3 separate regions of the Mus musculus genome follow, and all the other regions are linked to region 1. The links are chromatin contacts, called in public promoter capture Hi-C maps. All regions are on one chromosome and are shown on one strand. Each heading gives the region's core, a stretch centred on a gene start, on an enhancer-like site or on the middle of the called end of the contact. The rest is flanking DNA. Distances are from core to core; before and after follow the strand shown. Region 1 holds the start of Plcg1 (phospholipase C, gamma 1). Region 2 overlaps Ppp1r16b (protein phosphatase 1, regulatory subunit 16B). Region 3 overlaps Ppp1r16b (protein phosphatase 1, regulatory subunit 16B).

The links. Promoter capture Hi-C pulls out the DNA fragments that hold promoters and counts their contacts.
Region 2: a contact with region 1 is called in a promoter capture Hi-C map of hippocampal neurons, with 5 times the contacts expected there. The contact joins the enhancer-like site here to the promoter of Plcg1 in region 1. A contact is called at or near these places in 13 of 39 promoter capture datasets (the 3T3-L1 cell line, the C10 cell line, cranial neural crest and 8 more), 1 of 15 datasets of contacts at CTCF or cohesin (large pre-B cells) and 2 of 115 datasets of contacts at active chromatin or transcription factors (embryonic forebrain and forebrain).
Region 3: a promoter capture Hi-C map of second pharyngeal arch cranial neural crest shows a contact between it and region 1, with 7 times the contacts expected there. The contact joins the enhancer-like site here to the promoter of Plcg1 in region 1. A contact is called at or near these places in 5 of 39 promoter capture datasets (the 3T3-L1 cell line, cranial neural crest, liver and 2 more) and 3 of 115 datasets of contacts at active chromatin or transcription factors (cardiomyocytes, pro-B cells and thymic regulatory T cells).

Annotation. Positions count from the first base shown.
Region 1 is chr2:160,728,639-160,733,657 of GRCm38.p6, reverse strand. Plcg1 (phospholipase C, gamma 1) reads right to left here and starts at 2,348. Exons shown (of 34, transcript NM_021280.3): 1 at 2,314-2,348; 2 at 1,625-1,940. The coding sequence starts at 1,841. It overlaps Gm52567 (a long non-coding RNA gene), which reads left to right and starts at 2,911. Exons shown (of 2, transcript XR_003954082.1): 1 at 2,911-3,952.
Region 2 is chr2:158,685,591-158,690,609 of GRCm38.p6, reverse strand. The region is part of intron 1 of Ppp1r16b (protein phosphatase 1, regulatory subunit 16B); the gene reads right to left. Among named protein-coding and RNA genes, the nearest start is that of Ppp1r16b, 21 kb to the right of the region's middle. Within about 2 kb of position 2,654, at least 58 of the 459 cell types and tissues checked have an H3K27ac peak or open chromatin away from gene starts, as enhancers often do. A contact at or near this core is called in forebrain, hippocampal neurons and liver, where this site is marked.
Region 3 is chr2:158,710,484-158,715,502 of GRCm38.p6, reverse strand. The region is part of intron 2 of Ppp1r16b (protein phosphatase 1, regulatory subunit 16B); the gene reads right to left. Among named protein-coding and RNA genes, the nearest start is that of Ppp1r16b, 46 kb to the right of the region's middle. Within about 2 kb of position 2,957, at least 43 of the 459 cell types and tissues checked have an H3K27ac peak or open chromatin away from gene starts, as enhancers often do.

The DNA.
Region 1 (5,019 bases), core at 1,099-3,598:
CGTCTCTGCTCGCATCTATTACATATTTAGTTTGCTTACTTTACACCAACTATCTCACTTCCAAAAGTGACCATTTATAGTAAATATACTTCTTCTAACTTACAGAGGAACCGAGGCTCCGAGAGGGAAAGCACCTGGCTGGGTGACGTACAGCTAACACACTGGCTTCAAATACCATAGCTATCTTCCACTACTGGGCTACACACACGGTTTACAGTGCAGCTGTTACCAAGAGCTAGCTACCGGGGAACTAATGCCACCACTTAAACACAGGAAATACTACAAACGTAAAATGCCATGCCTGCAACCTGATGTCTGAGTGATGTCTCAGGACTACCGGAACTGTCTGCAGTTCCATCCCCCAACACTGAAAATCACTGAAATGTTCTTCCAGCGGAGGCCAGGGCTGATGGGCACTGGTGATGGTTAAGGGCCAATTCTGTCAGACCTGAAGTTTGTAGTTGAGGATGGCTGTCTTACCACAGAAACCTTCCTTCCTCCTCATCTCCTCACCCATCGACACACATGTACACCATCCCCAGGAAGATCTGTGGGACCTTCTCTCCGTTGTTACTTCCTGACACCACCCCCCCTTCTCTAACACAGACCTGGCTCTTAGGCTAGGTCCCTTCAACCATAGACTCTTTGGGGGTTCTTGTAAGAAACATCTCAAAGCCTGGAGTTGCAAAGACTCCTCATCCTGCCTCACACCGAGGAAAATGACTATCAGAAAGAGCCGAGGTTTCTCAAAACTCCTGACTTACTTCTCCCACCAGAGACTTGTGTGTAAACCCACCACACTCAGGTCTGGGAAGGCTACGACAGGAAACCAGAGGAGCAACTCTGGGCTACCCTGTGGTCACGAGAACATCCAACACAAAGGGCTGGACCTCAAAACCCAAGGCCAGGGAACCTTTCTGAATGCAAGCTCCTTGTTATATGCTGCAAGGGCAAAGGAGCCCTGGCTCTAGCTTTGGATGGCTGCCTAGCACCATGGACCTCCAAAATTCAGATCTGGGGCAAAAAAAAAAAAAAAAAAAAAAACCATCCACGGGACATGGGGAGGGGGAAGCAGTCACGGTTTTAGCTTTCATACCCCATCCTCCCAAAGAAGAGGGAGATGAGTAGGCCCGCTCTGCTCCACAACCAGCCCTACCCCAACATCTGCCTAAGTTCTACATGAGGATTCCAAAGGTTCTTGCGCCAATAAGCCCATCCCGGAGCTCTTAGGAGTTTTCACAGACAGCACACTCTGGAGAAATGGCAGTGGGCAGGAAGATCTTGTCGGTTCCCCAGGTTCTCAGGTTGGATGAGGGGGTCCCTGTCTTGGCTTCCCCTCACAGCCACTGACAGCCGCCCGATGCTAAGGGCCGGAATCCCACTCCACTTGTCCAACCAGTGAGGACTCTTAGGCCTCAGGGCAAAGTGCCTGGAACACTCCCCCCCTACTGGGGGAGGGGGTGTCCTATCAGGTGATCCAAGACCCGGATGCCCCCCTCCACCCGCCCCAGAGTGACCACCAGGGACTGGGCGGAGACGGGGCGCCAGGCGCGAGGCCCGAAAGTTTGCCCAAGTGTTTGGGAGGCGGGCAGGCGCGAGGCAGGCCGGAGTGGGGCGCACTTACTGGACCCCTCGATTTTGTCCGCGCCGCGGCTCCATGTGATCTGGCGCGTCTCCAACTTGACCTGGAAGGTCTTCCGTTCTGGCCGCTGCGACTTCTTGGAGTAGAACAAAGTCATGACGGTGCCCACCTCGAGGCTGCGGCAGAGGTGCAGCACCTCGGCTTCGGAGGGTGCGCCAGGCCCGCAGCCGTTGGCGCAGGGGGTCGCGACGCCCGCCATGCTGCAGCGACCTCGGCGACGCAAGCCGGCGGGCCCGGAGCGGCGGAGGCGGAGGCGGTGGCGGCGGCCGGGGAGGCGAGCGGGACCCGGTGGCAGCTCCTGCGGGCGGACGCGGGGCGGGGACTGAGCGCGGGGGCGGGGCGGGGTGAGGCTCCGCCCTCAGCGCGCCGGGAACAAAGACGCTCCTGGGGACGACCCCCGCCCACCGCCGCGCCTGCGCCCCGCAACCCGGGGCAGGCCGCAGCGGGCGGACCTGGACACCTCGGTTCGGCCGAGCTTTCCCCGCGCAGGCCTGACACAACGCGGGGCACGGCCGCCCGTCACGCACGCAACCCCGCCCACAGGCTGCGGCCCGTCGGTCCGACGCGCGCACGGGCCTCCGGCCCACACGGGACCCGCCGCGGCAGTGTGCACGCCTCCCAGGGAGCGAGGGGGCTGCGCGACCCCCAGCCCTCCCGCCGAACCCGGTTACCTGGCAAGGCTGCCGGGCGGAGGGAGCCGCGCCAGCCTGGCCTCCTCACACCCGCGGTGGCGGCGGGGGCGGGCCCTCCGCGCACCCTCTCCGGGGAGGGGCGCACTCGTGGATTGGCTAACAGGCCGTGAGTGACAGCACGCCTGCCACGCCCCCTCTGCGCAGACGTCTTTTGCAAGGGCTTGAGCAGACAGACGGGTTCTAGGGTGGCCTTGGAGTGTGGCCTCTGGGGAGGGGGCCACGCAGGTGTGGGCAGGGCCCTCAGACTCTCGGACGCGGGTCCGGTGGCCTTCGAGGCCTCTCGCGTGGTCCGCTGCCCTCCTCACGCTCCGCCCGCGCCCTACCTGCACTTAGTCTCCGAAGCTCTGGTTTGTCCTCTGCCTCATTTTCCTCTGGACTCAGTGCTGGGCCAGTTGCAGGGTGGCTTCCCCTCTGCGCAGACACAGGTGACCCCAATCCTGGGTCTCCCCTGACCTCCCGACCCAGGCATCTCGTCATCTGCGCCACAGCCTTGCTTGCCATCCTCATCACATGGCCCCTTTCACCCGCTACACCTTCTCTATATGGCAGTGAACTCCTGAATTTGGAAGACCCCACACCTTGCAAGAACCTTTTTTCTTCTCTCCCTCATCCCTAAGTAATCCACTGAGGCTCTTCCCTCCTGCCTTTGGGGCTCTCTCCACTCTACGCACGATCCTGAGGACCCCTCTTCTCTCTGTGTACACTATCCTCTTGGGTCTTGCCTGCATCTGAGCTTCAGAATTTACCACTAAAGCCTTTGAAATTGCGTACGTGAATTCCCACTGTGCTTCAAATCAGCACAGCTTCGTGGCCCAGCAGTCCTGTCTTGCCTTCCCCTATCTCTCCTGCTTCATCCCTCACCGCGGACTTTGCCTCTATTCTCCAGACATGACACCTGTCTGTGACTGTTAAATAACTTAAAATCAATCTTCCAAAAGCCGTTCTCTGAACAGCACGGGTAAACCCGAGGGCATCCCTTGATCCTGCCGTCTGGCCAATGATGAGCAGACAGTTAGTTGGACAGCTACCCTGCAGCTCTGGACAGCATCTGCATTTCAGAGGTGAGAAGTCCCACACAACATCCCCTTGCAGGAAAGCTCCCCTGGGATTCCTGAGACTAGAATTTGTGATGTATGGGTTTGGACAACCCACCCACCTGGGCCACCTTCGCTTTGCCAGGCAAATAGTGACAGATGCGCTATTTCCCTTGAGGGTGGTCTCAAGAACGTCCGAATTCTGTATACCACTGAGGAACTTTGTCCTGAGGGACTGGGGAGTTGAGATAGACTGACTGCCACCTAGTGACAGGCCTCTGATGTAGGCGGAAACTGGACTTGAGGTTGGCTTGCACAACTCATGATCCTAATTATCTTCTAATCAAGGTTTCAGAGCCCCGTGACTTGAAGTCAGGCTATGTAATAAGTGGGAAGCTGAGTGTCTGTGTTCCACAAGAGAGCCCACTGGGTGAGAGGTAATCCTGGTGGCCATTGGCTAGCTGGCCAATCATTAAGTAAGAGGAGCTGTGTCTTATGTCTGTAGGACTTCAAGAGAGGCCAAATGGTGTAAAGAGATGGACATATGTATTTTGAAGGGAAGGCTGGAGGAAAGTACTTTCCAGGTATGAATAACAGCATGTGCAAAGGCCCTGGGGTTTTTACTCAGTGGAGGGGAATGGCCAGCCAGGATGATTAGACAGAGAGGGCAGATGGAGCTGAACAGGGCCTTTCCCTGCCTGCCTGGTCTGGCCGGTTCTCTCAGGAGACACCCTCTTAAAATGTTGTAATCGTTGTTGAGCTTTCTGTGCCAACTCCAGCAGCCTAGAGGCTACAGTATGCTTTAAAATTCTATTTTCTGGGAGCTTCCTTGTGTTCAGCCCAAACCTTTTTTGCTTTTGTGTCTGTAACAAGACCCCACCCCCACCCCCAGGGGCTCCATGATTTTCTTCCAACAGCAATTTGTTTGCCAGGCCTATAATTGGGAAACAGGGCCTCATTTCCTCTTCCTAGCTTCCTAGGCCTTAGGTGTCTCCTTCTACCCAAGGAAGTTTGGGAAAAGTAGGGCACACACAGGGTGTAGCCAGTATGGGCTTCCCCCAGCTCAGCATATATAAGGATGTGTAGGTGTCACTGGTAATGTATATACATTTGTGCTGTCTGGGAGGTGCTCTAGCCCCCACACAAGGCACTTGCCTGTGACGTCACCCCGACTAGCCCAGATTGGGGCTTATTTCAGGCAACACTCATGCTTCAACCTTAGCTTATACCAAGCCTGTTCCTGGAGTCAAGGAAAGACTGCCCAGCTGCCCCTCTGGCCTGTGGGCCTGATCTCATATTGCGTTTAATAACTACTTAGAACAGTGGTAAGCATATTGTGAGCTTCTTCTTTTTTTTAATTTATTTTTTATTAGGTATTTTCCTCGTTTACATTTTCAATGCTATCCCAAAAGTCCCCCATACCCACCCCCCAATCCCCTACACACCCACTCCCCCTTTTTGGCCCTGGGGTTCCCCTGTACTGGGGCATATAAAGTTTGCAAGTCCAATGGGCCTCTCTTTGCAGTGATGGCTGACTAGGCCATCTTTTGATACATATGCAGCTAGAGACAAGAGCTCCGGGGTACTGGTTAGTTCATATTGTTGTTCCACCTATAGGGTTGCAGATCCCTTTAGCTCCTTGGGTACTTTC
Region 2 (5,019 bases), core at 1,405-3,904, 2.0 Mb after region 1:
AGAAGAAATGTAAAAGCATCGCTTGGTTTGGTGGCTGTGTTCACAGCTACTGTTTATTTATGGAGGTGACATGAAATTTCCTTTTTTTTTTATATAACTTCATTTCAATCTACAACTAGTGGCTTGATAGTAAAGCAAAATGAAATAGTGTCAGAATTCAGTGTTGGCAGGATATGTAAGTCACTGACATTTGGGGAAGCCGCCTCACAACGACAACTGGTTCTCATGACAACCGTCTTAGAGGAGAACAACTCACATGGGTTTGGGGGGCGTGTTCTGTGGTTTAGTTTTAGTGGTGGGGGGGGGGGGGGGAACCCAAGGCCTTCCATATGCTCTCTGCCGCTGAGTTGCAGCCTCGATCCTAGAAGCACCCATACGAACCCAGCCAATACCTTTCAAGCATTTGCCACACACCAGGACTGTGCTAAGGGATGAGGAAAATAGCTGGTGAAAGGCAGACATGGTCCCTGTCTCACTGATGTATGGCAAACGGGCAAGGGAGTACAGAATGAGCAGCAGCGGAGGCAGGGGCCTGACTCCTACCATGATGCTCTCTCTACAAGCTCCAGACAGTCAGAACTTGTTTACTGTATTGCCCTCTTTGCTCTGGGCGAAGAATTTAAGGACAGTCGACCAGCCCCCTAGAGAAAGCTAGGGACAGCATCTCCCAAGAGCAGTAAAAGGGGCCAGGGCATATTTTCTGTGACTTTGCCCCTCCCACCTTACCCCTTGGGTTCCCTTGCAGCAGGGCCCCAGGACAGTTCCCTCCTGACTGCTAGTTTTCAGGTGACCTAGTTTCCCCCAATAGACCCACACACCTCCTCCGCCCCCATTCGAGAAAACCCTGCTCACGCTAATTAAAGAATTGCCTGGTGCAGGCCAACAGCAGCCAGGCAGCCGCACTCCCTGCGGCCTCCCAGCCCCCCACCCCCACCCCCTGAAGGACTCTGGCCTGGGTGCTGGGAGATCCCAGGAATTCAGGACTCCATTGAGCTTGGAGGTGGCTTCAAGAGACTCTTGCATCCCAGTCCATACTTGGACAGTGGAAACAGAGCAAGGTTATCTATCTGGCCCTGGGAGAACAACAATCTCAGTATTTTAAGGAGGCCAGGCTTCGAGGTAAATCAGTGGAATGGCAATATTTTAAGCTTGGTGCATGGTGAAAGTATCAATGAACCATCACACAGGCCTGTGAGACCTCAGCTCATAAAGGGACTGGGCTGGGGGTATGATATGGGGGTCTGCGCAGGCAATGAGGTCATCAGGAAGTGTGTGCAAGTGTGAGAAAACTGAGTCCAGGGGAAGTAGGGTGGGGTACTGACTTTCCCCAACATCTGGGCCACATACCAAAATAGCTCAATTGTGACCAACAGGAAGTTTAAGGCCAAGGCATTGGGCCCTGGGAGAAGCGGGAACAGGCCACCAAGGTGTCGTCACCTTACCCCCCATCCCCCAGGCTGGCAGAGTCTTAACTTGGTTCTTCTCTATGCACACACTCATCCTTGCTGCCTTGAGGAGAAGGGACCAGGGTGCGCATCTGGGCACCGTGAGATTGGCCCTTAAGGGGAAGAGTGCTCAGTGGAAGCGGAGCCATGGGATAGCAGGAGGCACAACAGATGAAAGGCTGTTGGTGGGGTTGCTCCTGCTACTGAGCGTACTCCTGAGAAGAGCACAGTAATGGGAGGTCTTAGAACTCCTTCATTATCCTGAGCCCTGATTGGTCAGAGGTCTTGGTAAGGGCCTGAGCCCAGACAGGGATTGGTTCTAGGGCAGGCCTAGGCCTTAAGTTGGCCCAACCAGAAGCTTTCTCTTCCCTCTGTCTGAGGAGCCAGGAGACTGAAGCCAAGGTGCTCTGAAGGCAGTCTCTACATGCAGCCAGTGCTTGGTGGTAAAGGAGATGAATAAGGGGTCCTTTGAACAATGAGACGCTGGACTCCAGCTAGCCAAACCAACACACCTCATATATTATATAACCCAGTTCCTTATTACCCAGAATATCTTAAAGTGCGGCAAGGATGCTTTTAAAGATGCAGGTCTAGGGACCCCAGGAAGGGTTGTGGCCTCTTGCAGAAGACTATTATCAATATGCGGACTTTCCCCTACAAAGGCCATTACAGACTCAACAGGTCTAAGTGGAAGGCCAGCCTTGAGGAAGGGAAGAAGGTCAAGGCTGGGTTCCAACAGCATTCATGTGTGTTGACTTGGGAGAAAGGACACACACATGCACACGCACACAGGCGCGCACACACACACACACACACACACACACACACCACACACACACACACACAGGAGGGAGCAGCTGATTGACACATCTTTGGAATCAAGCCTACCAGTTTGAGAAAAACAACACGAGGGAAGGTGAATTCGAATTGAAGAGACTGTCGAACATGAGTCAGAGAGAGAGCGTTTCAAAGTTCACACTGTTAAAATGTTCGGCTTTTTCTCCCAGTTCCTCGGCTATTCTTCTCGGCGGTCTTGGCAGGCGCTGCGGGAGGAAGGGCCACGAGTGCTTTTCTCCTCGTGTTTCCTGTGCCACTGAGCATGAGGGGAAAAAGAAAACAAAACAAACAGCCCGGGTGGGCAGCGGCGGCGGGGCGGGCGGTGCCTCCTCCCTTCCAGCTCTCACTCAGGGCTTGCTTCTTCACTAAAGGGATGCACACCCCCGCCCTCCCACAGTACAGCTGCATAACATCACCCTCGAGAGCTCGAGATGCTCCACGCATGAGCAAGGAGACTTGCTCCAGATATCCGAATTAGCAATCTCCTCTGTCCCTCCGGCCCCACCGTCAGGGGACTCGGTGCACTGACTGTCCTACTCCTGCAAGAATGACCCCTTTAGACTCTGGGCACAGTCACCATACCCAGGCCTCCTGGTTCTAAACCTGATGGAGGACCAGGGTCCCCAAGGAACTGCTCCTCAACTCTACTTCTCCCAGACATGTCACTTCATTCAGATCTCTTAATGGTGACCCTGAAGCTCATTTACAGGGTTTCACATTTATAAAGAAGAGAGGCAGAATTCATAATTCATCGGAATAAAGAGTGACCAGATAACCCATGGCCCGGGCTCTCTCTGGAGATGAATCATGGTCAGCTCTGGGGCACCAATGACATTTCCTTGGACTAGTTGAGGACACTGGTTGCTTCAGCCTCAGGTAGAATCAGACTTGTGGGCAGGTAATATAGGGATGCTGTCAGCCAGGCCTGAGGGAAAAAAACTTCTAATGCAAAATCAGAGGCCAGCCCTAGAACAATGTTGGGGTCCCTCTCCCCTATACTCAATAACCACCCATCAGGCTGCAAAGAGACAAGGGCCAGCGGTGTGGTAGACAGTTTCCCAGGAGCCCCAATCCTGACTGGGCTGGGAAAGCATCCAACAGAATAAGGATTTTGCTGAGCATGTCTGGAGCCCGCATCTGACAACACAACCTGTCAGGTCCATTCCAAGCAGATGATGGGTTGATGTTTGGGGTTGGCGCTTCATGTAAAGGTGAGATGGCCTCCTTAGGCTTCCAAGAGATGGATTTCAAAGGGGTCGATGGTTCAGTGGACACAGGAAGCCCATGAACACATCAGTCATCCACACTGAGCCTCCTGTTAGACACGTGAACCCAGAGAAGCCAGACTACTTGTAGGTAAGAATGCCAGTGTGGGGAGGGGCCCAGGGGACACACACAAAGGACAGGGACATGCAGATATAATATCTGTAAACGTCCCATGTGGTCCCATCAATCACAGTCACCGGTTTCCCAAAGAAGCTTATATAACAGCTAGGTAGAGGGAAATGGGAGTCATATTACGAACACAGTTCCTCCAAGATTGGGGGTGTGGAACCCCCACCCCCATCCCCTGTGCAGAAACAGAAAAAAAAAAAAAAAAAAAAAACTTCCTCCAAAGCCAGAGGATCATTTTCAAAGCAGGCCACCTGCGGCCACAGAATACCCTCCTAGATCATAGGTCATTAAACAAGGGACAGCTGTTGGGAGTGTGAAGAACTCGTCCCCTCTGCACCCCTCCCTGCCATCTGACATTCTTGACCAAGCTTTCCTCCCTTGTACTAACTCTTAGGTTGCTGGAGTCCATTTGGGGCAGTATAAGGAGAGAGAGATTATCAATGGGAAGTGATCAACAATGACTACTATGGCCAAAGAAGAGAGCAGGGACTATGAACACATCAACTGCAATTCTGGTCTACAGCATGCTTGCCTAAACTTGGATTTCAGGGTCTGCCTTTTGCCCCCTTGATTAAGATTCTAGTCCTCAATGTGGGGATATGGCTTAGTGAGTAAAACTCTCTGCTCAAACATGAGGACCAGTGTTCTGATCCCTAGAACTTACACAAACAGTGCTCTGGAGGGGCAGCCAGGGGCTCCCTAGATCAGATTGCGTAGATGAACTGGAAAGCTCGAAGTTCAAGTGAGAGGAAGACACCCAGCATCAACCTTGTAATGGCTGCTTTTGGGTGTCAACTTGACCCAAGCTAGAGTCATCAGACAGGAAGGAGCCTCCATTGAGGAAATGCCTCCATGAGAACCAGCTGTAAGACATTTTCTCAATTAGTGATCAATAGAGACGGGCCCAGCCCACTGTGGGTGGTGCTATCCCTGGACTGGGTTCTGGATTCTATAACAAAGCAGGCTGAGCAAGCCATGAGAAGCAGACCAGTAAGAACCACCACCCCCACCACCCCCCACCCCCACCACCCCCACCCCCATGGCCTCTGCATCAGCTCCTGCCTTCAGGTTCCTGCCCTGCTTGAGTGCCTGACCTGACTTCCTCCAATGATGGACCATGATCTGGAAGTATAAACTGGATAAATCCTTTCCTTCCCAACTTGATTTTTGATCATGGTATTTTCATCACAGCAACAGAAACTCTAAGACAAACCGCTAGCTTCTACATGTGTCCACATACATATTAATACACACACATACACAAGCATGCATGCGCGCGCACACACAGACACACACATGCAATGCCAGTTTAATCTTCTAGTCTTAAAGATCTATAATGTTA
Region 3 (5,019 bases), core at 1,708-4,207, 2.0 Mb after region 1:
TCCTGCAGGAACACAACATCGGGGAGAGATCGGACTGAAGAGGGCTGGGAGACACGTGGGTTGCCAGCGCAGATAGCCTGGTGGGAGGGACAAGAATGTCCATCCACAACGGACTTCCCGGTACCATTCCCTACCTATAAGAGTCTCTTCTAACTTATTCAACATTATAGAGAACCCCAGCCAGGTGTCATCAAAGAGGCCTCCTACTGTACTCAGTCTATGGCAGCCTCAGCTAGCTCAGACAGTGCCCAGGTGCCTTAACGGGCCCTCAGACCAATCCACCCCAAGGTCGATAGGCTCAGACCCCCTGGGGATGCTGCCTTCCCCAGCTCATCAGCTATGTCCTGAAGACACCCAGGTCAAGGCCATGATCTGCCACCCAGTGCCGTGAGTCAGAAGCTACAGATTAGATGGAGCACACCAAGACCAGAATATCCTTGCCAAAAATGGAACTCTGAAGCATCTACAGTGTTGTGTGGGCTTCAAGGATGTATTTTCAGCTGCAGAGGCAAGGAGGGTGCATTCGGCTCATCCCCAAACCTACCTACTGCTCTGTTTACATCCGGTCCAACCCCCTTCCATTAATCAGCGCTTAACCTTAAGACTCCCTTCGTGAAAAACAGTGTAGCCAGTCACCAGCTTCCTGGAGTGGATGGCTTAACCAGAGAAAGGAGGAGTTGGATAGGCTCTTCCGGACCCACGTGCAAACCTGTCCTGAATTAGCATGTTTTTCTAAGTCCTAGACTCATTCTTATGCAATGATTCCAAATACCTGGCCAGATGATAAAGTGTTTTGTTTGAGACAGGGTCTCACGTAGCCCAGGCTAACTATGTAGTCAAGGATAACTCTGAACTTTTGATCCTCCTGCCTTAGCCTGCCCAGTATTGAAATTACAGGTCTGAAAGATCACACCAGGTTTACGTGGCCTGGAGATGGAACCCGGGGCATCGTGCATGCTGGGCAAGTGCTCTACCAACTGAACTACATCCCTGGCAGAAGATGGTTTTTCTGTGGTCCAGGCTAGCCTCCAACTTATGATTCCCCCTGCCACAGTTGCCACAGGGCTGGGATTACAGTTGTATGCCACAAAGCCTAGCTGAGGATGTTGTTAAAACTGTTCGCTGAGTGTGGCCTTTGACATAACGCTTGTTTTAAGATGCTCCGAAGGACAGCGTCAGATAGAAGGGAGACCGCCATCTCTCAGATGCTTGGGGTGATGGAAAATCACCCAGACTATAAACATCTCCACGCAAATGATGTCTGAGGGGAGCCTGGCCAGAGGCTAGGACTTTATGTGACCCTCTCTGGAGATGAAGTCTGCATCCGTGGGGCCAGGCAGTTGTACCTCTGGGCAGATGGGGGCCAGGAGCACTGGGCTTGTTCCTCTGGTTTCTTGCTTAGGCAGGAGGCTCATGTTGAGCTTTTGCTAGCCCAGACCTTGCCAAGTGCAGTGACCTAGAGAGGAGGGAGACTGGGATTTAAGGAGAGGGGAATGTCCCAGGCTGCAGCATCAGACTCAGCACATAGAACCCAACAGCACACGATCCTGGCAAGTCACTAGACTTCTCCCAGCCTCAGTTTGTTCATCTGAAATATGGGGATGTTCGAGAGGTTTAGAGAGTCCCTAAGAGCATCAGTGGGTTGGTGTATGGTGATTTGCTTGACTCTGAAGCACCCAACAGACATTGGCTCAGGGGTGGGAGGAGGCTGGGATGTAGCTTAGGGGGTAGAGTGTTTGCCTACTATCGTGAGGCCCTGGGGTTCTATCACTCCAACACCACGAAATGCAGACACAGTGAGGCACACCTTTAATCCTGGGAGGGGGCGGGAAGATTAGAAGTTGAAGATCCTCCTCGGCTGCATAGAGTTTCAAGGCCAGCCTGTGGTACTACACTGACAACAAACAAATGGATAAATAAATGGGGCCAGGTGTGGTGGTGCATATCGCAGCAGGAGATTCAGGAGACAGAGGCAGGCAAGTGCTGTCTGTGATTTTAAGGCCAGCTTGGTCTACACAGTGAATTCCAGGCCAGCCAGGGCTACAGAGGGACTACTGTCTCAAAAATATAGATAGATAGATAGGTAGGTAGATAGATAGATAGATAGATAGATAGATAGATAGATAGAGGAGAGACGGTGCAAGGGAGGGAGGGAGGAACTGAGCGACAGAAGGAGGGGTTGAGGGATGCTGGTGAAATGTAGGTTATGGTGAGAAAAGGTGGAGCTGTGGTGATGCCAGGTCCTCAGAGTATCTTCCCCAAGGTGAGAGCCTCACCTAGCCACCTCACCCACCCCCTTGTCACAGTAACAACGCAGCCTGGTCCAGGAGGGCTGTACCCCACGGATATGCAGCAGACCGGGTTCGGGTACCAACTGTGACCCAGACACCAGCCCTAACAGGAGGCAGCTGTACACAAGGCAGAGCAGCCTCTCCCAGCTGGGCTGTCTTCAGCCACCACAGCTCACATTTAACCCACTCGAGAGCTACCCCCTCTTCGTAGCCATTCCCTGTCCCCTGTCCCCAGTCCCTCTCCTTACCTTGTCAGCTCCTTTAGTGGCCAACACTCTCACCCACCCACACTCACTCATCAGCTACTCTATCATCCCCAGCTTCTCTTATCTAGGGCAGTCACTTTCTAGTTGAATGCCACTTTGGGAAAAAAACAAAAAACAAAACCTGAGTGAATCCCCAGCTTCAGTGGGGACAAACACGTCCTATTCTCTCCCTATCTGGAAAATACTGGCTCCTCCAGCCTGAGCAGCTGGCATGGAGGGACACCGTGTCCTGCCTGCTGTCTTTGAGGCTGTCAGGTGAGGTTACAGGGAACTGAGACAATGGACCCCACGTGGCATAGGCCACAAAACACCTGCAAGCCATCAAGGTCTCACTCTAAAAGGCTAAAAGATAAATCCATGCTGGGCCTGGCAGGGCTCCAACTGTGATGCTCCGGCAGGCTCCACCCCCTTGCCATGCCCGGCCTCTAAGCGGCCCTCAGGCTCTAGAGGATTCCTCTAGAGAGCTGGAAGAGCTTCGCCATGGCTCTGATTAAATCAGAAGGAATCTCATTTCAGGCTTGCCAGAACACAAGTTATTTTCAGTAGCGTAGGCAGCAAATGGAGAAGGAAGCCATGAGCCGGAAGGAGTGACTGCAGACACAGAGCCCGTCCAGCAAGGGTGGCCGCCATGTCTTCTTGACAAAAAAGCTAGGTGCCAAGCAACTTGGGAAAGCTTTAACAAAATTGTCCAGGGTTGAGGAATCTTTTAATAACCAGAGAGCAGATTGCATTGGCTCCAAGAGGTTAGAGAGAGCAATTTACAGACGCTAATTAGGGGCCTGCCAAAGGGGTTTTGTAATTAAGATACACACTGCCGGAGCCAATCCAAACACACAGTCCCACTAGCTCAATAGATCAGAAAAAGTCTATGGTATCACTCAGAAGTAAGTTAAAGGCTGGGTCTTTTAGTTACAGAGACCCTGAAAGATCTCCCTGAGGCAAACACACTTTAAGTGACACATTGTGTAGTGTGTGTGTGTGTCTAGGTGGGAGGTGGGGGTTGGGGTGGGGTGAGTGGGGTCAAGCTGTTTTACAGGCTTTCTCTGTGTAGCTCTGGCTGTCCTGGAACTCATTCTGTAGAGCCTTGAACTCAGAGGTCAGCCTGCCTCTGCCTCCTGAGTGCTGGGATTAAAAGCACGCACCACCGCGGCCCTGCTTGTTACAAAACAAACCTACAAAACAAACCGCCGTCTCTTTCACACTAAAGGGAAGGTGAGTACAGTAAGAACAACCCTCAGTGTGAATGACTGACAGGTTAGTAAAGAGCAATAGAGTGGATACAGTCAGACGGCGAGCAGCAACAGGAGAAGGAAGACCAGGAAGACATGCTAACTTTGCTTCTGGCCTTTTGTGACAGAGACCAGAAGCAAATAACAGCAATATTTACCTCAGCTATGCTCCCCTTCCCAGTCTTCAACTCTGAATATTACAGTTTCCCAAGGAACCTTGAGTCCAAAAGAGTTGAAGTAATTTGCCCCTGGCTATGGAATAGAGGCTAAAACTTAAGAGTCACATGATTCCATGCTCTGAGCCTCAAGGCCTACCCCGGCACTGCCCTCTCTCACCCACAGGCCCTTTCGAGTCCACTTCCCCCGTCATCTGCTCCTTGAAAGCTGTTTTATTATCTCCATGGGAGCGAACGGCACCCGTGAACTAATAACCCATTGCATCTGGCTGTGGCTTACTGCTTGGTCCCGTCTCTGTTTTACACTGACCCAAGATATTGTATATGCAGTAAAATATTATGAGATCACATGAATCACTGGCCTGCTCTGGAGCTAATAAGCAAGAAAATCCATGGTAAGCACAAGCCCACGCCCAGCACTGAGTCCTGACTGCCTCGCCATCTTCGAGTCCATGCCAACCGGACGCTCGGCATTCCCTACTCCAGGCTGCGGTGTTTGGGTCATGCAGCAGATCTGGGGACTTCAGAGGCATCTGCATCTGACCATCAGTCAGCGTGACTGCCGGGAGCCACCGGATCACGTTGTGAGGATTTCGGTCTAAAGAAAAGCTGCCAGCCCCATTAGATTCAGCCTAGTGGACACACCGTGGGGATTCCTCAGCCACAAAATGAAGAAAAGCGGCTGGGCTGAGAGCTGGAGACTAGTTCTCAGCACCCATGTTAGGGTGCTCACAGGGAATCCAACACCTCCTTCTGGCCTCGATGGGCACTCACCCACATCTTGCACACACATGGGCACACAAAAACAAATATGTAAATGAACCTTTAAAGAATAATTTAAACATCTGAAACAGAAAGGAGACAGTTACAGTGTTGGCAGGGCAATGGGCTGAATTAGAGAATGTCGTGTCAAGCAAAACAAACCAGACCCAGAAAGACAAAATAGTGCATGTTTCTCTCACATGTGAAACCCGTGTCTATATACACACACACGTACATTTACATATGCAGATATATACCTATATTTATGACAAGAAAATATAAGAGGAGCTATTTG